2 separate regions of the Mus musculus genome follow, and region 2 is linked to region 1. A link is a contact called in public HiCAR-type data. All regions are on one chromosome and are shown on one strand. The core of a region is the stretch at or near the end of the contact, and the rest is flanking DNA. Distances in the headings are between cores, read along the strand shown. Region 1 has its middle 6.0 kb from the start of Gm30308. Region 2 overlaps 4933417E11Rik (RIKEN cDNA 4933417E11 gene).

What was found. HiCAR-type assays count read pairs that join an accessible place to other places.
Region 2: a contact with region 1 is called in a HiCAR-type map of fibro-adipogenic progenitors, with 3 times the contacts expected there. The contact joins two enhancer-like sites. A contact is called at or near these places in 1 of 15 datasets of contacts at CTCF or cohesin (the NIH/3T3 cell line), 2 of 484 Hi-C or Micro-C datasets (adipose-derived mesenchymal stem cells and uterus) and 1 of 115 datasets of contacts at active chromatin or transcription factors (fibro-adipogenic progenitors).

The regions. Positions count from the first base shown.
Region 1 is chr1:71,804,416-71,810,784 of GRCm38.p6, reverse strand. No RefSeq gene overlaps it. Among named protein-coding and RNA genes, the nearest start is that of Gm30308, 6.0 kb to the left of the region's middle. Within about 2 kb of position 2,969, at least 36 of the 459 cell types and tissues checked have an H3K27ac peak or open chromatin away from gene starts, as enhancers often do. A contact at or near this core is called in fibro-adipogenic progenitors and uterus, where this site is marked.
Region 2 is chr1:71,969,183-71,975,551 of GRCm38.p6, reverse strand. The region is part of intron 1 of 4933417E11Rik (RIKEN cDNA 4933417E11 gene); the gene reads left to right. Among named protein-coding and RNA genes, the nearest start is that of 4933417E11Rik, 33 kb to the left of the region's middle. Within about 2 kb of position 3,426, at least 25 of the 459 cell types and tissues checked have an H3K27ac peak or open chromatin away from gene starts, as enhancers often do. A contact at or near this core is called in fibro-adipogenic progenitors and uterus, where this site is marked.

The sequences.
Region 1 (6,369 bases), core at 1,720-4,219:
CTCTCCACCATAGATTCTTTTTTCTTTCATTACTTTAAATATATATTTTGGACAATTGTTGACATCAAAAAGGTCACACACTGCATTTTGCCAGCATGCCTTTAAGAGTTCTATCTATATTATTTTTCCTTTATTCTCCTTTGCCCATGCTATTGAAAGGCAAACTGAGGCAAGGAATATACTACAGTAAACAACAATTCTGGGTGCAGGTAACTTGGAAAACTAAGTGGTTTGTGGCTCCCACCAGGGGACATAGGAGAAGGTGTTTATAAGATAAAGGTGGAAGAAAGGCAAAGAAATAAAGGGCCGTTAGCTACAATGATACCATTGACTTATGTGGTCTAGTGTTCTGGAGGTTCCCGTGTTGTGTTAGTTGGCAGCTTCTAATTAATTCCGCAGGTGTTTCCCTTTGTTTTAAGCATCAACAAGGAGTAGCCCAAGCTGCAGTTCATTTATGTTATGGTTTGTATCTTAAATGACATCCCCCAAATGCACATATTAAGGGCTTGATCCCGAGTACAGCAGTATTGAGCGTGAGGCATTTGGGAAGTGATTAAGAACTCTGACATAATTGATGGGTTAAACCATTTATCGATAGATAAGGTTAATGAGTTTGGAGCAGGGGTGGCTGTATGAAAATTAGGGTACTCTCTCTGCTTCCGGGTTGCCACAAGGCATGCAGCTTTCTTCCACTGCGTGCTTCAACTAACCTACTGTATTGCACCGTCTAAACACAGTCTGAAACCTCTTGTTGTGTTTTATTAAAAAAGAAAAGGAAGCCAGGGATGTGTTTGGTAGAGGTGTGGTATGATGCGGGGGAAGGGGGTGCCTCTGCGGGCCCATGATGATGCATCCTTTCCCCCTGAGGGACCAGCCACAGGACAGTATAGTATAGAATAGAGTTTATTATGGGAATGGGGAATTGAGGATGTAATAGAGAAAGGGAAGGAGGGAGGGAGGGAGGGAGGGAGGGAGGGAGGGAGGGGGGAGGAGGGGCTGGCCATGAGCAACATAGAGAGATACAGGGGAGAGTGAGGAGGTGGGCAAGCAGCCCCTTTTACACTGAGTCAGGCATACCTGGCAGCTGCCAGGTAACTGTGTGGTGGAGCCTAGAAGAAATGCTAAGCCCATAGCCATTTGAAGGCGTTTATCTCAAGCACTTCGCCTCATCCTACTTTATTGAGTGAGATTAAGGCCACTTGTAAGTCTTTAGTTGCTTTTCCTGCTAGTGTGTACTAGTTTTCATTTTAATTTACCTGGACAATACTATCTATTTAAAAAGTAACCTGTGACCCTGGAGGATTTTCCCCATGGCTATCTGTGCTCCCATGGAGTCGTTTAATACACCCCTGCCTCACTTTTGAGTGTGCTGGGAATTGGCTCTAGTGACTTAATCAGGTACACATGGATTTTATACATTGTACTAATCACTTTCTGTTGGGTTACATCAGGGTGACAGAATATCTGATTGTCCTACCTTGAGACTCACTTGCTGGCACTTAAGTGTCAGCTTGACTCATCCTTTATAAAATTCTCCTTTTACATAATGCTTTGCATTTATTGGTTGGGGTTCTAATTATTTGACTTACTAACTCTTCTGTTATCCTAAAGTAAGATGTGAGTGAGAAAGATAAGGTAAATATTTTTTCCTCTCTGTATTTAGTAAGTTCCAGAATTACTTGCTATTCTCTCCTCTTTAACTTTGACAACATGGTGTGTGTGTGTGTGTGTGTGTGTGTGTGTGTGTGTGTGTGTGTGTGCATGTGATATAGCTGTGTTGGTGTGCAGGTGTGCACACATACTGAGGATAGAGGAAGACATCCATCCACTATACTACCCTATCATTAGTATAGGACAGGATCTTTTACTAAACTAGGAAGCCAGCAAGCCCAATCAGGCTTCTCCCCACCTCGGGTGGTGTTATGGCTACAAGTGTATGTGGCCATGACTGGCTTTTTAGGTACATGGTTGGGATTCAGACTCAGGTCTTCCTGTGTGCACAGGAAGTGCTCCTACTGAGCACTCCCACTTTTACACTTTGTTAATTTATATTTTTTAAAGTAGGAACTATATGAACTACATTTAAAAAAAAAAGAGGCCAATTAGCATCCTAAATTGAACAGTTGCCTTTTAATATAAACCTTACCACTGAAAATAGCCATGTCTTTCAGTATAGTGTGATCTTCTATCAAAATTTGAAACCGAATTTCAAGATGTATGGGGATTTTGTCATGTGTAAATAAAGGACCCAGAAAAATAAATTAAGGTTTTATCATCAACAACAACAACAACAAAAACAAAACTGTTTTGGAAATGAAAATACTCTCTGGTTGTCACCATTTTGATGGAACACATTCTGTTTGGACTGTTCAAAGGCAATGCCATAAAATAACATGTATTTTAATGTCACAGAAAGGTTATATTTAAAATTTTCTTAAAGTGAGTCTGGTAGCTCTCCCTGAATCTTCCTGAAGAAACTTCCCTTCCTCCCCAGTCTTTATCGGGAAGAGAAAGATTTACTCTGTAAAAATCAATATGTTGACCTGTTTCATTCATTTCCACTGAAAAGATTTGTCACTTCTCAGAAATGGAGATTAACCATGTTTGTGGAGTAGCTAGGTGTTTTCAACAATGGAACAACATGAGAACTGGGTCAGGGGCCAGAGTGGGGGTGGTCTTGATCTACTTTAAAACATTATGCAAAACTAAACTTAGGACAATTGTTTTCAATAGTCTTGTTAGACTACTCCCAGCTAGAATTTTTTCAACTAAAACACTTTTTTTTTTAAGTCATAAAAAGAGACAAGTGATTCTTGTATGACAATTTATAGAGGGTTTTTCTTTCCACAGTTTTCAAATTTGGTTTTGGATCAACTGTCTTACAAACCAGGCATATCACCCACGCCAAGGGGAGCGCTTGACAATCTTGCATGTAACTGATAGGCAGCAGGGAATTTTTTTTTCGGGCAGCAATTGTAAGTTTTCCTTGACTGCCAACATCTGCTTGCTAACGCCTGCACACATCCCCAGAGTGCTGAGTTTTGTAAACATTGTTTGATGATGACATACTGAAAATTACAAAAGTGTGTCTCTTTATCCACACCCAAAGCCCTCTGAAGAACATTTCATAGTTTTAGACTGTGGTCAGTAGGCTTTGGGGGAAACATTTGAGTTTCTTAACTCAAAATTAAATAGATCTTTTATTAAAAATAAATTCCTGAGCTATGCTTACAGGAAACGAGATGGCCACAAGCCATGAGGTCAATTTTGAAATAAAATGCTACAGAAATAAAGGTTGTTTCTTACAATTCTCCTGATAAGAATTGCTGCAAACTGAGTGAGGATATTATTTCATAGAACTAAGAATATGAATAGCCTTGCAATACATATATAAGTAGCCTGAAAATTATTCCTTTGACTTCTGTAGGATTGAAGACGCCACACTGCTCTACAGAGTAACATTCTGGCAAATCTCAATATTAAAGCAACATTCCTTTTAGCAGGAGAGAATGCAGAACTGAGCAACGATGAAAGGAACACTGTAGTTCTATGAGATTAAAGTTTAAACGTGCAGTGAATGCTGTCTTTCTGGCTAACTAAAATCTATAAGGCTGTCACCAGCAGAATCTAGGGGGAGGAGAGAAAAGGAAACCTTACCCAAGTCAAAGAAGCCTTTTCCAAGCCAAACTCTTACAAAGCCATGGGGATTCCTGAGACTGTGGCGTTCACATTTACATTCAAATCCCTCACAAATTAAGTAGCAAAAATGGTGAGCCAGCATTTTATGGGAAGGGAGAAACAGTTAGACAGAACAGACAGAGGGAAAACTGTAAACTTGTCATGAGTACCATGTGTGTTTCATGTGTTCATCCTGCCTGCTTCCTGTTCTCGGTATGCGATTCTCTGCGTAGGAGGGACATCACCACTGGAAGAACCCATCTGCTTATTTGCAAATAGGACAAAAGCTATTATAGAATGATAATAAATAAAAAGGCTAAAATGAAAGTGATAATGAGTTTCCTTGTATATTATATGATTGACCACCCTGTCTCAAAGAATCAGGCTGAAGAGCAATGGAGTGTGACTCCAGACATCAACTCCCAAGTGCAAACAAACACATGTGCACCCACACACGTGTGTGCCCACATACATGCAAACAATCATACACATGCATATTGCATACATAAACATGGAAATGTAGAACTTATTCCTAATTATAAAAAAACTTAAGCTTAGACTCCACATAGATAAGGGTATTATTTTATCCACTGCTGTATCAGTGATATCTACAACTTAGAGTGAGTATTGTATAAAAAATAAAGCACAGATGAGCACTTTAAGTGATAAAAATGAGACAGTATACTTTTCCCCAACCTATCATTCAGTTTATCCTTAGGATTGGAAAAAGGTAGCTTTTATTGGCCAGGAGATGTTGGAATGCAGTTTAGGGAATGATGAAGTGATATCGGTAGTGCTATGCTAACTACTGAATGTTCTTCAGCAGAGTAAATAGGAGCTAGTGATGCCCCCCCCCTTTACTGCCCTGACTGCAGATCAAGCCAACTGCCCAGGCATACAACCTGTGCGATGGTACAGGGCTCCATCTGTAGAAGGACCCAGAGTCGTCATCTTGAGACTTGCTTGTAGACAAGCAGCTTTGCAGTTTTTCCCATTGTTCTGATCTCTGATGATTCCATGGGCAGTCTTCCTGCAGACAGTTTCTGAGATAGCTGAGTTACCTAAAAATGCTGTATGGATGACCAGTAGTCCAACATGAAGAAGATAGCTTCTGATACTCAAATGTGAACTTATAACCTTTAGAAAAGTCAACAAAAGGAGTGTCAGGTCATATCCATTTTTGTCTTGCTTATTTAGATTTTCTCCCAACATTTGTCTGATGAAGAGTGATCGCCACTGGCTTCCTAGCAGCCTAGATCCTAGTAGGATTCTAAAATTCCGGTACGGTCTGGAACAGGGCGAGCTGTATTTTTACGGCTCTCAAGAACCATTCATCTACTCGACTAAACATTCTCCAAAGCCTCTAACTGCACTCGGTCGTCACTCCTTGTAAATGCAGAGATAATAGTACTCGGGAGAACTGTAAAGTCAGCTGCCTTTTGCTGAATGAAAGCCACATACTAGGGATTTGTAAGTCTCTAAAGTGAAGGCTTTGGTGGCACTCTGATGTAGTTTAGACATTTCAATCACATCACTGGCACTTGTCCTCGACTTTCAACATGCCACAAGTTTCACAGAAAATGTCCTGCAATAAAATACATCAAGGCACCCCATTGGCCACAAATTGAATTTTTTTCCTAAAGATTTGTTTATTTATTTTATGTATATGAGTACACTGTAGCTATGAGCCTTCATGTGGTTGCTGGGAATTGAGATTTTAGGACCTCTGCTCTCTCCGGTTGGCACTCGCTCAGGCCCAAAGATTTATTTATTTTTATACATAACTACACTGTAGCTATCTTCAGACACCACCAGAAGAGGGCATTAGATCTCATTTGGATGGTTGTGAGCCACCGTGTGGTTGCTGGGATTTGAACTCAGGATCTTCAGAAGACAGGTCAGAGCTCTTACCCACTGAGCCATCTCGCTAGCCCACAAACTGAATTCTTTATGGCTACAGTTTCCATTGGTGACGCAAGGCTGCCACTCCTTGCATTTAAACCTTAGAGACATTTGGAGTTTGGAAGTGTGTGAATGTCTTTACTCGTCAGCCACACAGTGTACGGTCAAGCACTCCATGTCAGTTGGAAGAGAAAGAGCACACTCCACTGCTAAACTCCCTCAACCAGTCCCAGCTGTATTTCAAGAAAACCATAAGTCATGTTCAGGAGCATCATGTACGCGTGCTTGCAAAACCTAAAGGCAACCCTTAAAGAGGGGAAAACTAAAGACTCTTCCTAAAACTGTATTATTTTGGTTAAAGGTATTTTTATCAAGAGTGTATTTTAGAGTAATTTCCTGAAATCCTTGAATGTGCCTCGTGCTAGGTTTGGATGGGTTGCCTTAGGACGAAACTTTTCCTACCTGCCGCTGGCCATCCTATCTCAAATATGACTGACCTCTGTCTGACCTCAGAAGTGTGTTTGTTCGTTGTGAGACACGGTTTCTCTGTATAGCTGCCTTGGCTGTCCTGGAACTCACTCTGTAGACCAGACTGTCTTCCAACTCACAGAGACCTGCCTATCTCTGCCTTTGGAGTGCCTCCATGCCTGGCTTCTGATCTCAGAAGCTAAGCAGGTCAGCCTGGTTACTATTTGGATAGGAGACATTTCTACAGGTTCCAGTTGGAGCATCTTCTTGCATTAAGTCTGCCTTTGTGTTGTGGAATGCTGGGCTCCAGGTGTGACATGG
Region 2 (6,369 bases), core at 2,177-4,676, 160 kb before region 1:
ATGCTAGGTAAACACTCTAGCGCTTAGCGCTATTCCAAGCCATCACCTCTGTTTCCGAGGCCGGCTCTCTCACTGTCCTAGGACTCCCCAGGGATGCTGATTGGGTATTGAGGCTCAGGCATCTTCCAGTGTCCACCTTCTCAGCACTGGATTGCAAGTGTGTAAAACCGCATCATGTCTGGCTTTCAGAGTGAGTCTAGGGACCAGACTCAGGTTCTCACGCTTGGACAACAAACATTTTACTAACTGAGTTATCCCTTGGCTCTGGTTGAGAGCCATTAAAGAAGTATTCATTTGTTAATTTTTAAATTATACAGATTTTTCTCCTGATTGAGTTTTAAGTTGAGTAGGAAGGAAAGAAAATAATGAACAGACCTTTAAAAATTGCTATATCTGTATAAGTTACAACTAGTAAAAAAAATAGTTGTGAATTTAGTTATGCTGTGCATTTTTTCTGAGTCCCTCCAGATCTGATCACGTGTCTCTAGGAGGCAGCCCTTCTGAGCCTCCTCTGATGAAGATCCAACATCAGGCGGCATGATGATGGGGAGTGCATGTGGGTGGGAGAGGTTACATCCTCATACAGGAAAGGGGAGAGCCAGGCTTGCCCCTTTTGCAACAACCCTCTCTGGAGAACTAATCTCACTTCCTTAAAAAGGCAGCACCCGCAGTGACCTCAAGACCTTGCAGAGGGCAAACTCCTCTAAAAGGTCCCCTGGCTGCCCAGCAGGGCGCAAGCTCCTTACAAACTGGAACATCTTCCCTCACAGTGTTCAATTTGCTATTGGCTCCTTCTCCCCTTTTTCTGATGCTTGATAGTGAACCCAGGACTTTATTATTAATATTTCCATTTTAGTCTATTTACCTCACCATTATTTTTTATGTTTAGAAATCAATTTTATGTTCTTTCTTTCTGTTTCGTACGAGTTGTATATAGTAATGATTCATTATGCCACCCTCGTACAGGTATGAAATGTCTTTTGATCATATTCACTCCTGTTAATCTGTCTAATTCCCTACCTACTTCTCATCTCCTCCTGCCTCTTGGGTCTTTTTTGGTGACCCAGTGAATTTCATCGTAGCTGCTCTTAGGAGCATGCATGAAGCGTTATTTATAGGAGTTTAAGCCTGTCAGTGTCTATCCCATTGAAGGAAATTTATTTCTTTCCCCCAGCAACTGTTAACTGAGTTGTTTATAGGACCTCAAGGAACGGTGGGGCTTTGTGAGCCCTTCTTCCTCCATGACAGAATGTTCATGGATCTAACTCTGTGAGAGTTTCATGCGGGTACACAGAGCTGTCTGCCGTGAGTTCAGTGCCCATGCTGTACCTGGAGGGCATTATTCCACAACACTCCCTCCTTTCTGTAGCTCTAGTGGTTTTCAGCCCCTCTTCTATGGTGTTTCTTGAGCCTTGGAGGGGGTGATACAGATGTCCCACTTAGGAATGAGCATTCAGCAAGTACTTGTTTTCTGCATTCTTATGAGCCTCTGCAGTTACTGCTGCTTATAGCAAAATGCTGCTGTGACCCAATCTGGCTTTAATAGTTTATATCAAATGATCAGCTGTCATTACAATGTGTCTGCTTTCACATGTGACAAGTGCTTCTTTCAGCTTTCAATAACTCCTTTTTGTTTTGTATAGCTATTGTTTTAACCATAATATGTCATGCAGAATGTGCTTTCTGGTCCTGTCCATTTGCATCTTATACCTCTGTGGGCATCTCCTTCTCACGATTCGGGAAATTTTCTTCTATGATTTTATTGTGTACTTTTCTATGCTTTCAGCTTAGAATTTGTTTCCTTCTTCCAGGCTTGTAATTTGTAGATTTGGTGTTTTCATCATGTCCCAAGAGTGCTGTTCATTCTGTTCTTATATTTTCAAAGAATTATTATTTTCTTTTATTAAGTGATCTGACCCCTTGTCTTTGGCTTCAAGCCCTGAAGTTCTTCCTTGCTCATGTTGCAGGAGACTTTCTACTGAGCTTTTGATTAGACCACTTAAAACTTTCATTTCCAGCTTCATTTCAGACTGGGTTTTCTTTGGTAGCTCTTTTTATTGGATTCTTTTTTTATATCCCGATTTATCTCCCTTATTTCCTTCAGTTACGTTTTCTAGGACTTCTATCAGTTTATTCCTGTCTTCGCTAAGTTCATTAAGCTGCATATTCGCATCCTCTTGGAATTCTTTGAACATGTTTATAATCGCTACTTTGGATCCTTTGTCTTAAAATTTGTCCAAGTCATTCCCCACGGGACCCATCTCTAATGGGCTGGTAATTTGGGATGAGGGCATGTTGTTTGTTTTCATGTTACTTAATGTTTTTGCCACAGGGCCTGGGTACCTGGAGTTAGGTTGTTTGAGTTGTCTTTTTCTAAGTCTCTATAGGCCACTTAAACCTGAGATAAAGTGGTGGGTTAGACAGGTTAGAAGCAGGTCTCAAAGAGGTAGAGCCAAGGAAATGATATCTCTTACAAGAGCCATGAGAAGCAGGTGGCCCAGTAGGTTCTCCAAGGAGGCAGAAGGACACTGGCAGTCACCGGAAGTATGGCGAAGGCTGTGGCAGCTCCTCTTCCTTCTTCTCCTCCTCCTTTTTCTTCTTTCCTTGTATCATCCTTCTCTTCTCTTCTCTTCTCTTCTCTTCTCGTCTCGTCTCGTCTCGTCTCGTCTCGTCTCGTCTCTTCTCTTCTCTTCTCTTCTCTTCTCTTCTCTTCTCTTCTCTTCTCTTCTCTTCTCTTCTCTCTCCCTCCCTCCCTCCCTCCCTCCCTCCCTTCCTTCCTTCCTTCCTTCCTTCCTTCCTTCCTTCCTCCCTCTCTAACTCCCTCCCTCCCTCCCCCCTCTTTCTTTCTTTCTTTCTTTCTTTCTTTCTTTCTTTCTTTCTTTCTTTCTTTCTTTCTCTCTTTCATAGTTTCAATTATCATTTGGTCTTAAGTTCTCTTGCGACTGGTAAGCTGTAACATTTACTTTATAATTACTACATTATTTAATTAAAAACACATTTTTCTTATATACATTGTAAGAGCCATACCTAGACTCTTCATATATAATTTTGCTTCTCATTAATATTGTGTTTTTCTGCTTATGTTAGTGCTTATGCTCACCATTTTTCTTTCCATGTAAAACAGAGATCATTTAGAAATATAAAAGTCCACAATCCTGGGTTATGAATGCAATGAGCAGAGTTACTGTAATTCTGCCTTTTACCTTCTCAGTGTCTTCTGAGAGCTTCTCATAGACTTGACAAAGCCACTCTTCACATTAGGAGAAAATGATGAAATCTAAAAGCACAGGAGGTGGTCCAGAGATTCGAAAGCCCAGGAGGCCCACAGAGTCAGCTGACTCGCCCCACACTGCCAAGGACAGACTCACTCTTCTTCAGCCCTCTTCTCTGGGCTCATCTGAGTAAGTTCTCTGGGGATCTTTTATGTGATTCCATTGCTAAGAGGAGGAAGAATTTTTGGCTTAGAAACCACACGAATGGGCCAACTCACTGCCTGCGAGGTAGTGCTCATTATACAAAACTCTAAAATGTTCTTTTCGCCTAGATCAGCTGGGCTAAGTAATTTCAGATGGAACTGAGCACGGCCATTAGAGTTATAGTCAGGCTGAAGAATGCAAACAAATCACTTATCAGAATATTGTTTGTAAGAAGGATCAGGTGGCACCCAACAGCCCACCAATTCCACTCTGTACCCCGTGGGTTTTGTTGGCTTAGCCAGCCTCTTCATGAGGAATGTTGGTTTCTTAGTATAGACTTGGCATTTTTTTTTTATGTGTAGAAAAACATATGGCTATTTTAGATAATTGTGCTTGGTGCTGGTAATATTGTCACCTACTTCTCTTGTTACACATTCCAAAAGTATTGCCATATATGTGTCTCAAAGGAAGCTTAGCAAATCACAAGTGAATATTATATAGAGAATATTTCATATCTCTCTCTCTCTCACACACACACACTTCTTGGGTAAAGTACAAAATATCTTCTGTCATCAAGGATTCATTTGTTCACTGTTGTTTCTTGATTGGTAGAGGAAGTCCTGTTAGTGTGTTTTAACAGAGGTTAGCATCTTGAGCTCAACACAAGATGGAGAAGGACAGTGAATGGGTCCAGCAAGGCAATAGTAGGTTCCTGACTCGAAGATAAAAGTCCTTCTGTGTTGAAATGTATGTTTCTTGAACTTCAAAATGCATACTTGTGACCCGAGAATCTTACTGGCATTCGGGTTATGTTTTAGGAAGATGGGATGAGACCTGAGAAGATGAATTACTGTCAGGCTCTAGGTGATGCTGAGGGATGGAACTGGTTTGGAATAGCAAAGTTACAGTTCCTTTCTTTGGTCTCAAGACTTGTCAGGGATGAGCGTCTAGGTTGTATTGTGTACAGCAGCATTTCTTGCATACCTAGAGGAGAGGTGCCTTGCTCTCTTCCTTTCTTCCCCAAGCAAGAACAGCACAGAAGCAGCAGCAATTGCCAGAAATGGGTCGGCAGTATTCTAAAGGAGTAAATGGCAGCTGGCAGTTGGCCTAAGTGGCCCATGGACAGATTAGAGATTGATGGCCTGAACTTGAGGAAGCAGAGACCAACTGACTCAGGAAAGTACATAAACTACCACCACCTTGGAGGATTCCCAGGGAAAGAGGCTGAGACCCAGCTTGTTTGATAAATGGAGTCTTGAGTTGCCATAAATAATAGAAAAAATGACCTTTCTTATTTATGTTTACAGGCTGGGGAAACCTGGACTTATGGCGAATGAGTCAGGCTGTGTGTGTATGTGTGTTGGGAGTTGCTGTGTTGACTGGCGTTTGCAATTAGCTGGTGATTATTGACCATCCTGAATGCAGTAGGATCTCTCCAGTAGTAGCAACCAATGGTCTTATGAATCGACACAGCACAAAAATGTCTTCGTCTGCGCATTGGCTGCTGACTTCATTCTTGCTTCCTGGCATTCCTGGAAATGGCCTTAAAGCAGAAGAATGTTGAGGGATGAATCATCTTCTTGTCTCCTGCAGAGGAAAGCCAACATTTACCTTCCCTTCCTACGCAATTGTGTTCTTGAATCTACAAGGCAGAATGTTGACAGGTTGACTTGAGACCAATGAATCAACAGGGAAATTACTGAATGAACGAATCTATAAAGTGAAATAGAGGTTTTGTCAGCACCATCCAGGCAGCAGATGGATGGAATTCAAGAAGGGACAGTGCTGAGACCTGACTGCACATTTTTCTTTTCTGAGTATTAATGATGGAGAGTAGTTTAATCTGTGAACTCTCTCTCTCTCTCTCTCTCTCTCTCTCTCTCTCCAAGAACCACATAAACAAAAAAATCTTGGGCCGAGGCAATGGCTCTGCTAGTAAAGTGCTTAATTTGCAGAGGACCAGAGTTAATCCTGAGCAACTCATGTAGACAAAGTTGAGTGTGGTGGTGGTAGGTGATTCTAGTGTTGGGGAAACAGAGACAGGTAGATCCTGGGCTTCACCAGCCAGTCAGCTTAGCCTACTTGGTGAATTATGGATCACGTGAGAGACTTTGCCTCAAAACCAACTAACCAACCAATCAATCAACCAACCAACCAACCAAACAACCAAACAACCGTCCCTCCTCCCAAGGTGAATAACACCCAAGGAATAACAGCCAAGGTACACCCACACTCATAGGTACATGGCATGCACACTAAAAAAAGAAAAGATTCCTTGATAAATGTCGGTTGGGAAGAGTATTTAGAATAGACTGATATAGGTGCCAAGTCTCTAGATAGGGAGGGGAGCCCAGTGAGAGATAAGGTAACGGTTAGCTGGAGTATGGACAAGAGATTCTCTATTAAAGACAAATACAAATGGGATTGTTACCACTACCACCACCCCCATATAGATGCCTATGTAGTATCTGCTGTGTGCTAGCTACTGATCTATGGGCCTTCAGTGAGGAAACCTTGTGTCAGGATTATGGACATACTCTCTCCAGAGCTTTGAATGTCCAAGGTACAGTAGCTTAGTAGCTCTATCCCTTCCCTCAGCATAAAAACGCAGTAAATTTTTATTTACTGAATAGACAGGGGGTGAAGAGATATGTTGTTACTTATTTTTACTTTCTTATTTCTTCTGGTAATTTACAACTTTATCAAGTATAGGTATTGATTGCTGGCTGGCTGGATGAATTTAGAGGTGGGTCTTGCTGTATTTCCTAAGAAGGCCTTGAACTTCTGGGCTCAAATGTCTCTCTAACCTCAGTCTCTTGAGTCGCTGGGACTAGAGGCATGTGCCACTGAATTAAATCTAGCTTAGATCAAATCAAGGGGAAAAGAGTTTCTGAAGTCGACACTAAGTAAAGGTGGTTTTGAAGAAGAGAGAAAGGAGGGTCTGGAGAGAGCT